2 separate regions of the Sus scrofa genome follow, and region 1 is linked to region 2. A link is a contact called in public HiChIP or PLAC-seq data. All regions are on one chromosome and are shown on one strand. The core of a region is the stretch at or near the end of the contact, and the rest is flanking DNA. Distances in the headings are between cores, read along the strand shown. Region 1 overlaps BACH1 (transcription regulator protein BACH1). Region 2 has its middle 74 kb from the start of MAP3K7CL.

Evidence for each region. HiChIP or PLAC-seq counts read pairs in DNA pulled down with a chosen protein or histone mark.
Region 1: a contact with region 2 is called in an H3K27ac HiChIP or PLAC-seq map of alveolar macrophages. The contact joins two enhancer-like sites.

What each region holds. Positions count from the first base shown.
Region 1 is chr13:192,696,709-192,701,443 of Sscrofa11.1, reverse strand. BACH1 (transcription regulator protein BACH1) reads right to left here. Exons shown (of 5, transcript XM_021070889.1): 5 at 3,908-4,735. Among named protein-coding and RNA genes, the nearest start is that of BACH1, 43 kb to the right of the region's middle. Within about 2 kb of position 2,158, at least 7 of the 83 cell types and tissues checked have an H3K27ac peak or open chromatin away from gene starts, as enhancers often do. A contact at or near this core is called in alveolar macrophages, where this site is marked.
Region 2 is chr13:192,560,074-192,564,826 of Sscrofa11.1, reverse strand. No RefSeq gene overlaps it. Among named protein-coding and RNA genes, the nearest start is that of MAP3K7CL, 74 kb to the right of the region's middle. Within about 2 kb of position 1,631, at least 4 of the 83 cell types and tissues checked have an H3K27ac peak or open chromatin away from gene starts, as enhancers often do. A contact at or near this core is called in alveolar macrophages, where this site is marked.

The DNA of each region.
Region 1 (4,735 bases), core at 909-3,408, 140 kb before region 2:
AGAGGTGAAGGAGAAGAAAAAGAAGAAGAGGTGTTTGGGCTCAAGCACAAGGTAATGCTTTGTTTCTAAACCTAGGTTCCCAATAGGAGTGGAGGCTGGGAGAGCGAATCTGTGACTTTCATCGTGGCTGGCTTCTCTTGAATACCTGGCTGTTTCTTGTCAAGTTTCCAAAGCCCCCAGACTGGCCATGGAGATCACTCCTCGCCACTTTTTCCCCTTCATCTCCTATGTTTCAGCTTCCAGGAGAGCTTCCCTTAACCTCTTGATTCACTCCATTCCTGGAGAGATGGAGTGACCTATCTGATGGATGGATTTGAGAAATAATAACTGCTCTTCTCCACTCGGCATAGGCCTTCTTCCTCTTGGGATAGCCCTGTAGCACCAGTTGTGCTCAGCCCCTCTGATGAGGGTACAGCAAATATAGGTGGTGTGGTGCTGCTGAAAGAAGCACCATGCCACCTCTTCGTGGGAACCAGAAGTGTAAGTCACTTCCCTCCAACAGGAGACAAACTGATAACACAAACTTGCCCCATTTCAGAGATCCCATGAGGCACTCTCTCTAAGCGACTCCTTTGATTACTCTTCATTGAGGTTTGATTTCAGTTTTCCATCCACCATGCCTTCATGGTATTTCTCTAATTGTTCATAACTCAGGAAAGGAATATGACATGCTCCTCTAGAAGCCCAACATTTGGAGGGGGTGGGGGAGAGTGCTTAGAGATCCTGAGAAATCAAAACCCTAAGAATAGAATTTGGGGGAGTTCCCACTGTGGTGCCACGGAAACGAACCAATTAGTATCTGTGAGGACTCAGGGTTCAATCCCTGGCCTCGCTCAGTAGGTTAAGGATCCAGCATTGCTGTGGCTGTGGTGTAGGCTGGCAGCTATAGATACAATTCAACCCCTAGCCTGGGAACTTCCATATGCTGCAGGTGTGGACCTAAAAAGCAAAAAAAAAAAAAAAAAAAATGAAGAATAGTTTGCTAGTAAAGTATACATGTCATCTGGAACCTCACTGTGCCATGCATGGCACACAAGAGAGGCCAGGAATTTTAACTTTGGGCTGGTGGAGGCTTGAAGTAGGCCCAGTGAGTTTTCACAGCACTGTAGCACAGGTGGTGGCCTGGGTAAGAGATTTTAGGCGAGCCTGTGAGTCTTTTGAATCTGGAGGGTCACTGTTGCTTATGGTATTTTACTGGCAGAATGGGACTTTCTCCGGGGTCCCAACTGCAGAGGTGAGGGTCACCTCTCCCAAAAGCAATGTCATCTCTTCAGGGACTCAAAAGCTGTAATGGCTTCATGCCAAGAGTCTAAAGCAACTCAGAATGATCATGACACACAGGAGGATCACACAGCATCTGTGCCACCTTGTTTGAAAACGAGCCAATCTCCAATCATTAGAGCAGTTATCTCCGGAAAAGTTACATCCCTGGAATACAGTACCTAGTGTACCCAAAGGCTGTGGTGGACATCAGTGATGTGGAGAGATTCCTTCTATCAGTGTCCCCTGATGCCAGTCAATGCCCACTTGCCAGAATCTACAGTCTGTGAACTTAAACTCAATTGGCAGAAATATCAGTGCCACACACCCCCCAACCGTGAACTTGGTGGACTGCAAGAAGCCTTAGAAGATGGGTGCACTGTGGCACAGATTAACTCCCAGGTGGCAGGTCTGTGGGAGTCCTCTGCAACACCAGCAGTGCTGCAACCTTACAAAGGCCCAGCAGCAGCCGGCCCTCAGTCCAGACAGGCAGCCTCTAGGTACTACCGCTGCAGTTTCCAGGGCAAAGCACTTCACGGGGCTCTTAAGCAGAACTGGAAAAAGGATGCGTTGCTTTCCTGCTTTTTTTCAAGGCAGCTGGGTTCCATGCACTACAGAGTGCTGGGCAGGTTCTAGCTTTTAACTGGTGGAGTCAGGAAGGTATCACCAATGCTACACTCATTGTCCCCAACTCCCTTTTCATGCAGGCCCAAGAGGGGGATGGTAGGGACTAGCCTTGGACCCATATGGCTTGTTCTTAGTTGCCTCTAGATTGCTTAAGTCTGTGTAAAATATCCCTGGGAGACAGGTTTCTTAAACCTAAACCTTGCTTTGGAAGGGGACAGACTACACATCCTTAGGTTCAGGCCTGAAAATGCCTATTCACAGGAGTGTGGCCTCAAAGCCCCTAGAGAGAGCCCTCACTCAACCCAGCCTGGGTGCCGGAAACACCCTGTAGGAAGGGGAAATGTAAATGAAAGCAACCCAACTGAAGAAGGGGCACAAGACCTGAGACCAATAGGCACATGAAAAAATGCTCAACATTACTAATTATTAGAGAAACACAAGTCAAAACTACGAGGTACCACCTCACACCAGTCAGAATGGCTACAATAAGTAAGTCTACAAATAACAAATGCTGGAGAGGCTATGGAAAAAAGGAACCCTCCTACACTGCTGGTGGAATGTAAACTGGTACAACCACTATGGAAAACAGTATGGACTTACCTCAGAAAACTAAACATAGAACTACCATATGATCCAGCAATCCCCACTCCTGGGCATAGACCCAGACAAAACTTTCATTAAAAAAAAAAAGAGTTCCCGTTGTGGCTCAGTGGGTTAAGAATCCAACTAGTATCTATGAGGATGCAGGTTTGCTCCTGGTCTCACTCAGTGGGTTAAGGATCCAGCATTGCCACAAGCTGCGGCATAGGTCACAGATGCAGCTTGAATCTGACGTCGCCGTGGCTGTGGTGAAGGCTGGTGGCTACAGTTCTGATTTGACCCCGGCCTGGGAACTTCCATATGCCTCAGGTGCAGCCCTAAAAAAAGACAAAAATAAAAGATTCATGCACCCTTATGTTCATAGCAGCACTACTGACAATAGCCAAGACATGGAAACAAACTAAATGACCATCAACAGGTGAATGGATTAAGATGTGGTACAGATGCACAATGGAATACTACTCAGCCATAAAAAAGAACAAAATAATGCCATTTGCAGCAACATAGATGGAACTAGAGACTCTCATACTAAGTGAAGTAAGTCAGAAGGAGAAAGACAAATACCATATGATATCATTTATATCTGGAATCTAACACATAGCACAAATGAACCTATCTACACAACAGAAACAAATTTATGGACATGGAGAACAGACTTGCAGTTGCCAAGAGGGAAGGGGAGGGAATGGGATGGACTGAGAGTTCATGGTTAGTATAGGTGAACTATCTCATGTGGAGTGTGTAAGCAATGAGCACGTGGAAGTATATCCAATCACTTATGATGGAACATGATAGAATACGAGAAAAAGAAGCACATATATGTATAACTGGGTCATTTTGCTGTATGGCAGAAATTGGCAGAACACTGTAAATGAACTATAATAAAAGAAAATGTTTTTAAAGCATTATGCAGTATCTTTCTCCAGGAAATGACCAACGATCAATGAGCCTAAGGCCAAAACTAAGCCTCCACACAGGATGCAACATCACCCCCAACTGAGCCTCACAGTTACTAAACCAGAGGACAGGGATCTGGATTGCCAACAGCTCTGAGCAGTTGCTCAAAGCTTGACTACAAGGGCCTGGTTAGAAGTTGAATGTAACACAGTAGAACTGACTCAGCAGATAAATTTTTAAAGGACTGAAAGAAATACTACTCCTTAGAAAACCTACTGCTCAGACCAAAGACTAGACTAAAATTAAATCAGAAGCAAGGCTAATGTCTGTGTTTTCTTAAATGCTTGATTGCTGGAGACTTCTTTTCTTTTCAGACATGTTAACTCACAAAAGGCTCCTTCATACAAATGCCATACTCATACTGTTTACTGTTGAAAGACTAAATCAGTAAATTCATATGAGGTGAAAAAATGGAAATGGAATGTACAACTCTAGTCAATCAGAGGCAATTTGAGAATCAGAGGCAATTTGAGAGAATTTTATTGAACTGTCAATTTAATCAACATCTAACATTTCTAGTTTTGCTACATTTGGATAAGCACATCAGGAAATTAAATTAAATACTATGAGAGTTCACTTGTAATGAAACATGATCTTAACAGGATATGGGTATATAAATTTAGTGGTTTTATTGCATTGTTAGAAAATTATATTATGAAAGATACAAAAAAATCAATAGCTGTTATTACTTCTGTTTATTTTACAATCAGTATGCCATCTTTTACCATTATGGCTTTAAGTTTGCATTCTGCCCAACAGATTTCAAAGAATAGTTTATTATACACATGCCTTAATAAAACAGTTAAAATATTTACAAATTCAAAATAGATGTTTTATAACTGAAAAAAAAAAGTTCACCTGAGAATTCATTGTAGCATTGCCATTTTAAAATTTTTTCCAAGTTGTTAATGTGGCTACATGTCCACATTCAACTTGTATCGTCCACGGCATCAAATATATTTGATTCCTTATTTTAAATTAGTTGCACATTAAGCTATAGTAAATTGCTATAAAATGCACAGAGGAGAATGTAGATTTGTACCCATATTTGTTTTTAACATAATGATTTAACAACAAATTATGTGCTATAGCTGCAGGATTCAAATAACAAAAAAAAATTTTTAAGGTACAGTTATTTTACTGAGAGAGACCTAACAGCTTTTTAAAAATCATCAGGCAACGAGAAGGCCAACTCATAAAATAAGGAACAATGATTATGTAAATATGCAATACACAAACGGAAAACTACCTTGCCAAAATTCTGCATGAAGGAAAAGATATACACTGTATA
Region 2 (4,753 bases), core at 382-2,881:
AAGAGTAAGAATACAAAATGCTGTCATAAGCGCTCTTCAGATTTTAAAATACATAGGAACCACATCTTGCCAAAATGTATCTTTTGATAAAATAAGTCTGGATTAGAGCCTGAGATTCAGCCTTTCTAACAGACTCCCAAATAATCCAAAGTTTTGAGTCCATGGACCACATTTCGAGGAAAAAAGCTGGGATAGATTCAACTACCACAATCACTAAGCAACTCACACTGATACTGATGTTTTGTTGTCTAAAACTGGCCTTCATATATTTTGCTTTATTTGATCCTAAATGAGTGAAAGAGGATTCTGTGACTATGTAGTCTTAAACATCACCCCAAATCATCTACATTCTTTTCCCACACTGTCTGTGTGATTAGATATGCCAGAAATAAAAATGTTCCATATCCAAAGAACTTGGGAAACTGCTGAGTTAAACACAGTTGGATAAGTTCCTTTACGACATGACTTTCAAGGCCCTTTACACAAATGTACATTATGAATCTTCCAAAGGAGAATTGGGCATTCATAATGCTTCTTTCATAGTAAACCCATTCATAGCTTCCCTATGCTGTGAACAGCGAAGTTTTGGATGCAGGTTCCGAGGTCTCATTGGTTCTCAAGTTCACAGATGCGACTTTGCTCAGTGCATGTGCTGACTTTTCTTAGGGGAAAGTCGCTAATAAGAGAGTTTTCAAAGATGGCCAAGGCATCAGGTTAGAAATAAGGATCACCTTTGAACCAGTCAGGGCACTTGGCTGAGGTGAAGCAGAGTGTCTTCTGTAGAACACACTGGAAACAGCTGTGAATATACAGTATATTCATGCTGAGAATATACAGAAGACATGTTACAAAACTAGACCACATTTCACATGGTCCAGCAGAGCTACACCCTGTTGGGAAATGATAATGGCAAACAGACAGACCAGTCTTCTGTTTCCAAACAGAAATGGAATGGCTTATGAGAAGTAATGATAAGAAGCGCTCAACCAGAGACATGGTTAGAAGTTTTTCTGTCATGCTGCACAGTGCCTCGTGATCATTGGCTTTGCAAGGAAAGAGTAAGAGTGGGGTTCCTGCTGTGGAACAGTGGAAACAGGTCCAACTAGGAACCATGAGCTTGCGGTTCAATCCCTGGCCCAGCTCAGTGGGTCGGGGATCCAGTGTTGCCGTGAGCTGTGGTGTAGGTTGCAACGGTGGCTCTGATCCTGCGTTGCTGGGCTGTGGTGCAGGTTGGCAGCTGTAGCTCTGCTTCAACCCCTAGCCTGGGAAATTCAATATGTCGTGGGTGCAGCCCTACAAAAAAAAAAAAAAAAAAAAAAAAAAAAAAAAAAAAAGAGTAAGAGTGAATGTTTTCCAGCACAAGATTTAGGAAGTCTAACCTCACCCTTGCCCACTCTGATGACTAGGTGAGGAGCTTCTAACTATATAAAATATGTGAACCCAAATCTTCAAGCGATTCTTCTGTGACCTTTCCTTGGGCTGGTCATGTTGAAATAAATGGTAGATTGAGGGTTTTCCTGCAACAATGGACAGTGTTTTGATGGGTCGCTTCCTTCAGTGAACTCTGAGTAAGCCAGTAATGAACTTCTTCCTTTTAACATAAAAATTGAAAAGAGCCGTCACCAAACTGACTTCACCTTTTACCCATATGTAGAATTGTATGCCTTCCGAATTCAGGAGGAAGTAGCAAATATACTCTTATGATGGCTAATGAATTTCTCCGAAATCAGTCTCATTTCATAGGGAATTAGGATGTGATGACTCAACATTTAACTGCATCAGAATCACCTGCTGGTTAAAACCCGGATTACTGCAGCCCACCCTGGAATTTCTGATTCAGCAGGACTGGGATAGATAGAGCCTATGGATTTGCATTTCTAATAAGATCTCAGGTAATGCTGTTGCTGTTGGTCCAAGATCCACGGCTGGAGTGGAAAGAGCCTTGGTGACCGCCTGGGCCATCCCCTTTGCCTTACAGGTGCAAAGACTGAGGCACCTGGGAGAACTCAGCATCCAATCTTGGGCCAGAAGCAGTACCCCTGTGCACAAGCCATGTGGGCTGTCCCTGCAGTGTATCCAGATCTCCTCCACTGCTTCCAGCAAGTTCGATCTCTCACGAGAGTCATGCAGCCCCTCACTACACTCTCCTCCTCTCCATTCCTGCATCAGGAAGAAATTGCGAAAGACTTTGACGTCGGAAAAAAATGACTGGGTGTCCTATCTGTTTACCCTTCTTGTCTATCTTTGATTTTACTATCTTTCGGCTATTTTATAACTATAAAAGTTATAGAAAATTAGTAACAATGCAGATGATTCTTGCCTGCAGAAATGCAGAGGAATTGGGCCTTGTGAAATAAAACTGATGATTGGGTTATAGGTATTAACCAAATAGTCATCTCTTTGTAAAACTACTTCAGCCTTCTCAGTTGCCTGTGTTTATGTGTATGTGTGTTTCTCTTCATTTTCTCTTGAATTTCTAACATCTTAGCAGGTCACATGAAGTAATGAGTTAAATAAAATCCTCAGCATGTGTTCATTTAATATTTGTGTGATTTGTATATCACATTTCCATTTTTGTAAAAAATTATCTTTTGACATCCTAAAAAAAGGAGAGTACTTCTTGAATGACAGATAAGGCGTCTCCAAAAATCTGTGTCTTCATAAAAGCAGTGACAAAAATTGTCCAGATCAACTTTTTCCAAAGCCTGGAAATTAAAGGATTGCAAAATTCCAAGAAGTGTTTATCCAGAAAAATTGCTGAATTTTGGTAAGAACATCTAGCTGCTTTGTGGCATTTTAATTTGACCTAATCCCATCTTCCTCTCCCCATCTCCATGGTAGCCTTGAAAACAAAAAGCCTCACAACTGTGTAGTTGTGCAAACTAGCAATCTAGCTGCCACGGAGAAGGTAGAACGGATTTGGAATGTCCGCAAAGCCCCGTAATTGTTAAAGATTTGACCAGTACAGCAGCTTATTGAAAATCCCCATTCTCAGGGCTTATCTTTACTTGACCTGACTTAGAACCTGCTCTTTGCCAACAGTCGCATCTCTAGGGAATTTTCGGGGGGGGGGGGAGCGCTCAGTGATAATTGTCTAATATTGAAGCTGCCTGAGATGATGTTAATAGGTGAGGCTAACCAAAAACACTTAGAAAGAACAACTGGCAAATGAGAGATCCGTAAAGGACTTTGAAAAGCTCACACATATTCTTAGGAAGCTACACCATGTGTAGGGCTGTGTGTTTGCACAGGAAATGCCTAAGAAGGTCCTGAACTCTCATTGCTAGTGTGCCTGACGCTCTGCACAGCAGAAAGTAAAGGCTAAGGCAAAGTTGTAAACTGCCTGCAGGATCATTGAAGATATACCCCAACACCCACATGTAAGCCAATCAGCAAAGGCTGGGAAAGTTACTGGTTCAAAGCATTTACAGAAATCTCTGTCTAATCATTCCGGACACTAAGCTAACGAGGCAGAGACTTAAATGGCCACACAGGAAAGAATACAGATTGTCCATAAGTAAATGAAAAAACAAACAGCAGTCATAATAACATAACCTGGAAGGAAAGAACACCAAAGTCACCACAATATATAATTTTAAATGTCCAGTTTTCAACAGCAACAGTAAAAAATGAGACACACGAAGAATATGAATGTATAGCCCATGCTAAAGGAAATAACAGTCAGTTCTCCCTGATGAGGTCCAGACTTTGGATTTCCTAGCCAAAAACTTTATTTATTTATTTGTCTTTTTTTGTCACTTTAGGGCCACACCCATGGCATATGGAGGTTCCCAGGCTAGGGGTCCTATCAGAGCTGTAGCCGCCAGCCTACGCCACAGCCACAGCCACGCTCCACCTGAGCCTTGTCTGCAACCTGCATCACAGCTCCCACCAATGCCAGATCCTTAACTCACTGAGCAAGGCCAGGGATTGAACCTGCGTCCTCTTAGATGCCAGTTGGATTCGCTAACTGCTGAGCCACAACAGGAACTCCATCCTAGCCAAAAACTTTAAATCATCTAGTGAACTAAAGGGAACCAGGTGTAAAGAATTGAAAGAATGTATGGTAATTTATTTTTTTAATGATTTTTATTTTTCCCATTATAGCTGATTTACAGCGTTCTGTCAATTTTCTACTGTACATCAAGGTGACACAGTCATGCATACATACATACATTCCTTTTTTTTCACATTATCATGCTCTATCATAAGTGACTAGATATAGTTCCCAGTGGTATACAGCAGGATCTCATGGCTTATCAGTCAAGAAAACAAGTCCAAGAGTTCCTATCATGGCTCAGCGGTTAACAAACCCAACCATTATCCCTGAGGACAAGGGTTCCATCCCTGGCCTCACTTAGTGGGTTAAGGATCCAGCATTGCCATGAGTCGTGGTGTAGGTCACAGACATGGCTTAATTCAGCATTGCCGTGGCTGTGGCGTGGGCCAGCAGCTGTAGCTCTGATTGGACCCCTAGCCTGGGAACCTCCATATGCCATGGATGAGGCCCAAAAAAGAAAAAAAAAAAAAAAAAAAAAGGAAGGCAAGTCCATTTAAAAGAACACAAAAAATAAAATATTTAGAAATAAGGTTTTTTTAAGTGTAAGACGTACTGAAAATCTATAAAATGTCAATGAAAAATTAATATCTAAATAAACGTAAAGATATCCCAAATTCATTGATCAGAAGACATGATCATTTTGATGGCAATATTCCACAAACTGATCTATAAATTCAACTCAATCTCTAGCAA